Regions from separate parts of the Mus musculus genome. Here all the other regions are linked to region 3. The links are chromatin contacts, called in public Hi-C and HiChIP or PLAC-seq maps. All regions are on one chromosome and are shown on one strand. Each heading gives the region's core, a stretch centred on a gene start, on an enhancer-like site or on the middle of the called end of the contact. The rest is flanking DNA. Distances are from core to core; before and after follow the strand shown.

Region 1 (2,700 bases), core at 176-2,675, 440 kb after region 3:
TGACTCAAGGGCCAGGCCTCTTCACCACTCACTTTTCTTTTCTCTCCAAGTGTCATGCTACACTAATAGAGTTGACACACACACACTCACACACACACACACTCAGGGATCAAATGTGCTCAACACTGCAATGGTCTACCAAACATTCTCAGTCAACATCAACTCCTGTCAGGGAGTTTCAGGTAGGGAAGGGAAGGGGACAGAAGTAACTCCTAGGGCTGGGACTCAGGAAGCCCCAGTTGACTGTGGTGATTTGTGTCATCTGAGGTGATTTGACCTCAACCACCAGCAAGCCTCCCTGGGTTTTTTTTTTTTTTTTTTCCTGCTCCCCTCTGGCTTGTGAGGGAGATCTAGTTCATCTTTGTAAATTCATAAGCCCAACAAATGGCCCGAGCAAGTAGAGGTAGGCGCTGAAAAACTATATTGGATAGACAAGCCAAAGCTTCGTTTGTCCATTAGCCACAAATTGGAACTTGCACTTCGAAGGTGGCATCTCTCTCAGCTACTGTCTCTTAAAATAATTCCAGAGAAGAAGTGGAGGCTGAGAAGGGTCAAGTGGAAGAGACCCACTCAAAACATGGAAAGCAGTGGGCTCCATGAAGACATGGAGCTGGCCAGGCCCACAAGTAGGGCGTCACTCCCAAGCCCTAACTAGGAACCCAAGGAGGTTCCTCCCAGGTTGGGATTGGCTTTCCCTCTCACAGCTCCTAGCGCAGCCAGAGGAGAAAGTGACAGGAAGACAAAGTTTCCAACAGACCCAAGTCCTAGCCCAGGAGGGAAGGGCACCTGAGAAGAAGCGGGCTCGAGATAGGCTCGACCTGAGGCTCCTGTCCCGTCTAAGTGCACCCCACAGTCCTCTGGGAGGGACCCAAGGAGGGGCGGGGCGCCCCAACTGTTACTTACAGTCCTCTAAGTCATCCTGCAAGTCCACAAAGTACAGAGGGATCTCTGAAAAAAAATCAAAAGACACACAAGGAGCTACACGGGGCTGCGCGGGCGGCGAGTCCCGGGCTCGTGCGGAGGTGGGGTGAGGGGGGCTCTCGGGGAGGGGAAGGGGAGCCGTCGGAGACCCCTGAGCCTAGACCCCACTCACCCGCCATCTTAGGATGTGCCAGAGGGCGGGGCTGGAGGCGGGGGCGAGCCCAGAGGCCACGCCCATCCCTCGCGCTCCGCCCACCAGCCTGGCCTCACTCACCCGCCGCCATCTTGGGACGGGTGGAAGGTGGAGCTAGAGGCGTGGTAGCTTCAAGATTACGCCCCATCCCGCCCCGCCCACTCCTTAGAGAAGATGGGGCTGAGGCGGAGCTGGAGGGTGGGGCGACGCTGAGGCTCCGCCCATTGGTGCTCCGCCCACCCGCCTGTGAGCTGCGAGCCGGCCGCCCCGCCCTCGCGGAGAAGGTGGCTGCCGAAGTGGGCGGGGAGGTCAGGTGACCCAGCTGGCGTCCCAAGATGGCGGCGGCGGTAGCGCCCGGGAGGCCAAGGCGGTGTCCCGGCTGTTGAGGTGACTCCGCCGGACAAGTGACGGGGTCGGCCGGACCGGAGGGCGGCGGCGGACGCACGGCCGCCCGGAGTGCTCGGCCGGGACTTGGCGGTGAGGCGGCGGCGCCGGGGGATGCTGGTGCTGGGCCGGGCCTCTCCCTCCTCAACTTAGGGCGGCGGCGGGCCCGCACCCCTGGTTCCCGGGCCATGGCGCTGAGGGAACTTAAAGTGTGCCTGCTCGGGGTAAGTTGCAGCGGGCGGGGTCCGGAGGGTCGCGGAGGCCGGGCGGGCGGGCCCCGGCACTCCAGGGCCCCTTGCACCCCTTTACGCTCAGCGCGGGACGCAGCCCCCCACAGACCCCTTAGGGCGGCGGGACCAGCAGGCTGTGCCCCACCCAAGGCCCCCAGGTGTCAGGGTGGCCCCCGGCGCCCCGGAGCGACGCCCTCTTTCCATCCCACAGTGAAGTAGCCCACAGGTAGTTTCCTTCCAACTTTGCGAGGGACACCTTTAAAGTTAGACAAGTTTCTGAAAGTTAACCCTCCCCAGCAGGGCTTTGGGTTTTATGCGCACACTTGGCCTCCTTTCAGCAATGTGGGATGGTTTTGAACTTTTGGGACGTCTTTGACACTTCTGCAAGAGTTACTTTCCATTAAAGTTCACTCTTCACTAGAACAGGGAGGAGTTACCAGGACTTTGAAGGTTCAGCTTCCGGTCCTCTCACAGTAGTTTGGCCTTTTCAGAGCCTTCTAATGATCTCCTTCCTGAGTTTCTGTTTTAATGACTGAAAAAAAAAAAATTCCAATAACTACATGGTTTTTGCCCCTTAGCAGGGTGGGGCTAGGGTTCATCCCGATTACTCCGCAACTTGGGAGCGCATAGTTTTACTGGTATATGTTAAAAGGCCAGTGAGTCCAGTCACCTTTCACACAGGACAGGCATTGAAGAGGCCTTTTTACTTTGGGAGGGAGCAGGAGTTCAGTCTTAGAGACTAAACCTAAACCTTGTACATCCTAGGCAAGTCCCGCCACTGAGTTGTGTGTCCCCAGTTTGCTTGCTTCTATTTTTTTAGCAGGATCTCCAGAAGTTGCCCAGGATAGCCTTGAAATCTCAGCCTCAGCAGGCCTTGAACTTGGAACCCTCCTGCCTCTGCCTCCCAGATTTGCTAAGATCGCAGTCCTGTAGCACTAGGCCGTCGTAGGTCTTTCCGGAGGTCCTAGTGTC
Region 2 (2,700 bases), core at 183-2,682, 460 kb after region 3:
TTTTGTTTTTGAAGCAGACTTGAGGTTTATTAAATATTATTAAGTACATTATTAAAACATAGGTGTAAACACAGCATTAAGAGTGAATATTGGACATGTAAAAGGAGGATGGTACTGCACACCGCAGAACAGCCACCAGCCTCTCTGCAGAGCAGCAACTCCATGTCTTAGTTGCTCTTTATGTGAATTTGGTAGCTTTTGAAGTCACATCTACTTACACTATTCAAAGATGTAAAAGATGGGGTAGAAATGTTCACTTATTCCTGCTATTGGCTGCAAGACTTGAAAGTGGTTTACAGAATGTATGGCACAGGTTCCCAGGCCTTTAGATAAAAACATAGTCAAAGGGAGCTTTGTTATGCTTAGGTCACAATCCAAAACCTATTTTGACTGTAAACACAGTTTATAATCTTGCTAAAGAGCTCTTCCAGCAGCAGATGTGAGGGGCTCCTCTTAACTTCTTCCCATCTTTCTGCTCAGACTCAATTTTTCTTTTTGAGACTTAGATCATCCCTTTGAAGGTTTGTTCTTATTTTTTAGACATGGTCAAACTCTATAACCCAGGTTGACTTACTACTCACTATGTAGTCCAGGCTTGCCTCAGACATGCAGTGATTCCCCCTGCCCCAGCTTCCCAGCTACTAGAATTATATGTGTGAACCACCACACCCACTTTGCAGTCCCTTAATCCTACATTTTCTGAATCTTCCTGTTGAATAGGGATGAAGACCCTGTTCTCCAAGTGTGAAAATCCAGTCTAACAGCTCTAATGGGGACAAAGTCCAGGCTTGGAGACTGAAGGGTTATCACATGATTGAGGTCTAAAAGGAGGATATCATTACTCAGTATATAGCACACATACAAGCATTGCTAAGCCTGGTCATAAGAGTAGCACCAGAAACATGCATATGTGTGCTTCAGCATGTGAAAACCAGGGGTCAACATCCAAGTTTTCTTCAATGTCTTTCCACCTTATCTTCTGAAACAAAGTCTCCCTTGGACCGTGAAGCTCAGCAGTCTTGGTAGACTGGCTGGCCAGTGCGCTTAGTCCTCTCCTCAGTGCTGGGTTGCTGGGTTACAGACATGGCCTACCACACAGTTTTCTACAAGGTGCTATGTATTCACACTCAGTTCCTCAGGATCACACTCACTCCATCATCAGTTTAGTGGCAAAAATGAACTGGAAATGTACATGAGGAAGATTTCTAGGACTGGAAAATGTTGTGACTATATTATTTTGGGTGATAGTTACATGAGACTATGAAGTTTTAAAATTCATTGGCCTGAAAATATTATACTACATTTTATTGTACATCAACTCCACCTGTTCTCATTTCATTTACTGCTGTGATAAACCACTCTGACTGAAAACAACTTGGGGAAGAAAGAGTTTCAGCTACATCGGATGACAGCTCATCACTGAGGGACAGGAGCCATGGGGGAGGGGAGCGTTACTGACTGCCTCACCCTCTCTCTGCCTTGTTCACAGGCTCATGCTCAGAGTTTCAGTTTTGTTTTCATTTTTTTTAAGATTGTTTATTTTTAGTGCGTGTGTGTGTGTGCATGTATCTTTCTGTGGGGTATGCCTATGGAGACCAGAAAAAGGTATCCCAGCCCCTGGAGCTAAAGTTACACTTGTTGGGAATATTAGGAACTGAGCTAGGGTGCTGTGAAAGAACAAGAGATGGAAAAGGAAAAAAAAAAGAAAGAAATGTAAATAAAGAAAAAAAAAAAAGAGAGATGGTTGTCAACAGCTGAGCATGTTTTCAGCCCCTCTGCAGTGTTCTCACACCCCAGCTCTAACTGCCTAAGGATGATGGGATGGCTTATATATATATAATATATATATGTATATTATATATATATATATATTCACTCAAGACCTCACTCTCACTTAGACTTTTCTGTGCTGTGTCAAGTTTATACCCAAGGCTAACCAAGACTATACCTCAATAGATTACAGTTTTTGTAAAGCTCCATCTTTATAGGGACAGAAAATGGCATTTTTTTTCTGTCTCTATAACAAAATTGCTGAGATAATTAATTTACAAAAGGCAAGGGTGGTTCTTTTAGCTTATCGTTTTGGAGGCTGCACTGGATGCTCAGTTGACCCTCTTGTGTGTTGCTTCTGTCCTGTGCAGCACAGCATCCTGAGAGAGTGCAGCAGGGTAGGCTCCGGGACCTCATGGCTAAACAGTAAATGAAAAGTGAGGGACCCTCAACCCCTTTTTACCTGTCAAAAGGTTCAGTGCACATCCCAGTGAGGTCATACTGGTGCCAAAGCTTTAAATACATGAACCTCTGGGAAACACCTGGGAAGTTATTCCTCACTTTCACAAGATGGTTGAGGTAAAGGAAGGTCAGTTGACTCATCTCATGGCACATGGCATCAAAATTAATCAGCCAAGCTGGGAAACTCCCTTGAAGGTTTGCTTCTCACCCTGTGTGCAGCGATTGTCTCCTTCAGTCTTGCCCAGCAACTGTACTTCCAGGGTTCTGTCCTACAGAGAGCTCCCTAGACTGTTAGCATTCTGTCTAAACTCCACCCCCATAGTTACCTGGCAACAGCCAGGTAGGCCTGACCCACACTATAAAGGGGACTGCTTGCTGTGTCTCTTCCCCCATCTCTTGTTCCTTTCTTGCTCTTTTGGGCTCTTGCTCCCTTCCTCCCCCCCCCCCCCTTCCCCCTTCTCTCTCCAC
Region 3 (2,700 bases), core at 45-2,544:
TCCATGAGTCTGCCTCTACCTTTCTTTCTTTCCTCTTGTGACAAAGTCTAGCTCAGGCTAGCCTGGAACTCATAGCAATCCTCCTGCTTCAGCCACAGCCCCACCCCAGGGTGGGGCTGGGGGTGGGGGTGGAGGAGGAGGAGGGTGTTGGGGGAAGGATTATAGCACTGAGCATCTATTCCTGACTTGGCTTTGCCTTGCCTTGTAAAACCTTTGCTGGGGAGTGTGCCCTGTAGTGGCCTCTCCTTCATTCCTTTCTCCCACTGGCCCCTAGGGACACACAAGGCAGGCCAAGCCTTCTCCAAAGGGTGAACTTGAAGGACTGGTTGCAGGGTCTGAAAGTGGGACTTTGGAAAGCAGAAGGCTGCAGGTGACAGGCTGGAAAGGTTAGCAGTGAAAGGAAACCATGGGAACCAGGTGACCTTAGTTCTGGTCTTTGCTTGGCTCCTCCCTGATAGCTTTTGAGCAACCACTTCTAGTATGTTGAAATAAGAAATGATTTTCAGCTGGGCGTGGTGGCGCACGCCTTTAATCCCAGCTCTTGGAAGGCAGAGGCAGGCGGATTTCTGAGTTCGAGGCCAGTCTAGTCTACAGAGTGAGTTCCAAGACAGCCAGGGCTACACAGAAAAACCCTGTCTCGAAAAAACCAAACCAAACAAAAGCAAACAAACAAAAAACAAAAATGAAGTGCTTTTCAAAAGATGAAGAAGAAAAGCAGTGAACTAAATCCTGCCCACAGCATGGCAGCCTCACACAGCCCTGCACCCCGCAGCCTCCCATAGCCCAGAAGCCCCTAGACAGGGTATGTAGTCTCAGCAAGGGTTCAAATAGGGCAGGAGAAGAGCTTGAATGTAAAATCAAAGTCACATCTCCTTATCAAAGCAAAGTCCTCTCTTGAAATGACAGTTCGGAGCCCGAGGGCTGTCACAGGCCTTGGTGACCTCATCAATGAGGTAAGGTGACATGAAGGATCTGGGGCACAGGATCCTTGAAGCAAGCTGACTTCCCTGTGGTGACCTCAGAATCCTGTTGCTGTCTGGGCCAAGGAAAGAGCTAGGAGCCTTAGAAACATCAGCTGGGACCCACGCGAGGTGAAGGAAGAGGTTTAGCTTACCTCCTGTGCTCAAGTCAACAGGAGCTTCTGCCATGCTCACAGCAGCCTTGGGGCTCCTTTAGGGCAGGGGGTGGCAGTTTCTGGCACTGTGGTCAGGCCTGGGGCTCTGAATCCACAGGCAAGAATGGCTGCTTGGACCTGCAGGCACCAGCTGTTACCATCCCGGAAACAAATACCCATCTGGCTCCATCCCCTCCCCGCCCTCCAGCTTTTCAAAGAAAGAGAAAATGAAACTTTGGTGTGGTTCTCGGAAAGAAAGGGTGTCGAAATCGAAATTGAAATCGGGGTGGGTGAGCAAGCTGGAGTTGGATGACTGTGTGACAGAGAAGAGAGGAGTCTTGGCCTCTGGGGTGGAGACTGGTCTCCCACCGGGAGAGCTCTATCTGAAGAGAACTCTGTGAAAGCCCTGTGAGGAGGAAGATAGATCTAGGAAAAGGCACCTACTGTGCCTCCCCCACATGCCCACAGGCAGGTGTAGTACCATCTACTCACATACCTTCTAGAAAAAGAGCCCCTTTTCTCACTTTCATAAATTCTCAGTGACCCGTGAACAGCTCAGACACTTCTCTGTTCCATATTACGTAAGAGGGGATCGGGGCTCACAGAGATGGCCTTGTGTCCACCACTCAGCTCACAATAATCCCAGAATCTGGGTCCCGGCTACAGGGTGGAGGTGGGGTGAGTGCAGAGGCCATGATCTTGGGACCTCTGTACCTGTCTGGTGTGCAGGTCACTGGTGCACAGGGCAAGACAGCAGCAGTCGTTGGAGACTAGAAGGAGGTGATGTGCCTGGAGGATGTCTGCCAAGCAAGCAGGAGGTGGCAGGTCCCCAGTCAGCTTCACCTTACAGAACCTGAAAGGGTCACCAAGGGACCAAGACCAGGCCAGGTCTACACAGCTTAGGATGGGCCTGTGCATGGGAAAATATTAACATTTCCAAGTGATTTTTTTATGACTTCCAGGGAGGAAAAACAGTGCCTGCAGAGCCAGCCAAGGAAAACAGAAACCGCACTGCCTGTTGCCACCCAAAATAAATAAAGTCGCTTTTAAATGAACTCTCAGCTGGCCCCATTGAGGGACACTGCCCAGGTTCCCTAGAGGCGCCATTTGAAAACTGACCACTAGGTGGCGCATGCTCACCAACCGCCTCTTGCCCAGGGGGTCTTGCTTGGTCCCTAACCAAGGTGGCTCCAGACTTAGCAGGGCTTCAGGACATGCCCTCCTCACTCCTTTCTTCAGCATTTTCCTCTTCCCTTCCCTTCCCTTCCCTTCCCTTCCCTTCCCTTCCCTTCCCTTCCCTTCCCTTCCCTTCCCTTCCTTACATTAGCTGACCTGCCTGGAAGGAGTCAGAGCCTCCTAGGTCAGTGACTCTCAACCATCCTAACTCTGCACGTCGTTGTGATCCCCACCATAGAAATGATTTTCATCAACACTTTGTAACCATAATTTTGCTATTGTTATGAAACATAATGTAAAGATCTGTGCTTTCTAATGGTCTTAGGTAGCCCCTGTGAAAATGCCACTTGACTCCTCCAGAGTACTCTACACATAATAAAGAAATGTTAAAAAACAAAAGATTTATTTAT

What was found. A called contact is a pair of places that touch in the nucleus more often than the background predicts. HiChIP or PLAC-seq counts read pairs in DNA pulled down with a chosen protein or histone mark.
Region 1: a contact with region 3 is called in a FOXA1 HiChIP or PLAC-seq map of pancreatic cancer cells. The contact joins the promoter of Rab22a here to the promoter of Zbp1 in region 3. A contact is called at or near these places in 3 of 39 promoter capture datasets (the 3T3-L1 cell line, liver and pre-B cells), 5 of 484 Hi-C or Micro-C datasets (CD4 T cells, embryonic stem cells, memory CD8 T cells and 1 more) and 4 of 115 datasets of contacts at active chromatin or transcription factors (bone marrow-derived dendritic cells, effector CD8 T cells, memory CD8 T cells and 1 more).
Region 2: a Hi-C map of B cells shows a contact between it and region 3, with 10 read pairs. The contact joins the enhancer-like site here to the promoter of Zbp1 in region 3. A contact is called at or near these places in 3 of 484 Hi-C or Micro-C datasets (B cells, memory CD8 T cells and natural killer cells) and 2 of 115 datasets of contacts at active chromatin or transcription factors (bone marrow-derived dendritic cells and memory CD8 T cells).

The regions. Positions count from the first base shown.
Region 1 is chr2:173,658,420-173,661,119 of GRCm38.p6, forward strand. Rab22a (RAB22A, member RAS oncogene family) reads left to right here and starts at 1,426. Exons shown (of 7, transcript NM_024436.3): 1 at 1,426-1,722. The coding sequence starts at 1,687. It also overlaps the pseudogene Ppp4r1l-ps.
Region 2 is chr2:173,677,944-173,680,643 of GRCm38.p6, forward strand. The region is part of intron 2 of Rab22a (RAB22A, member RAS oncogene family); the gene reads left to right. Among named protein-coding and RNA genes, the nearest start is that of Rab22a, 19 kb to the left of the region's middle. Within about 2 kb of position 1,433, at least 61 of the 459 cell types and tissues checked have an H3K27ac peak or open chromatin away from gene starts, as enhancers often do. A contact at or near this core is called in B cells and memory CD8 T cells, where this site is marked.
Region 3 is chr2:173,217,628-173,220,327 of GRCm38.p6, forward strand. It overlaps Zbp1 (Z-DNA binding protein 1), which reads right to left and starts at 1,295. Exons shown (of 8, transcript NM_021394.2): 1 at 1,115-1,295. The coding sequence starts at 1,148.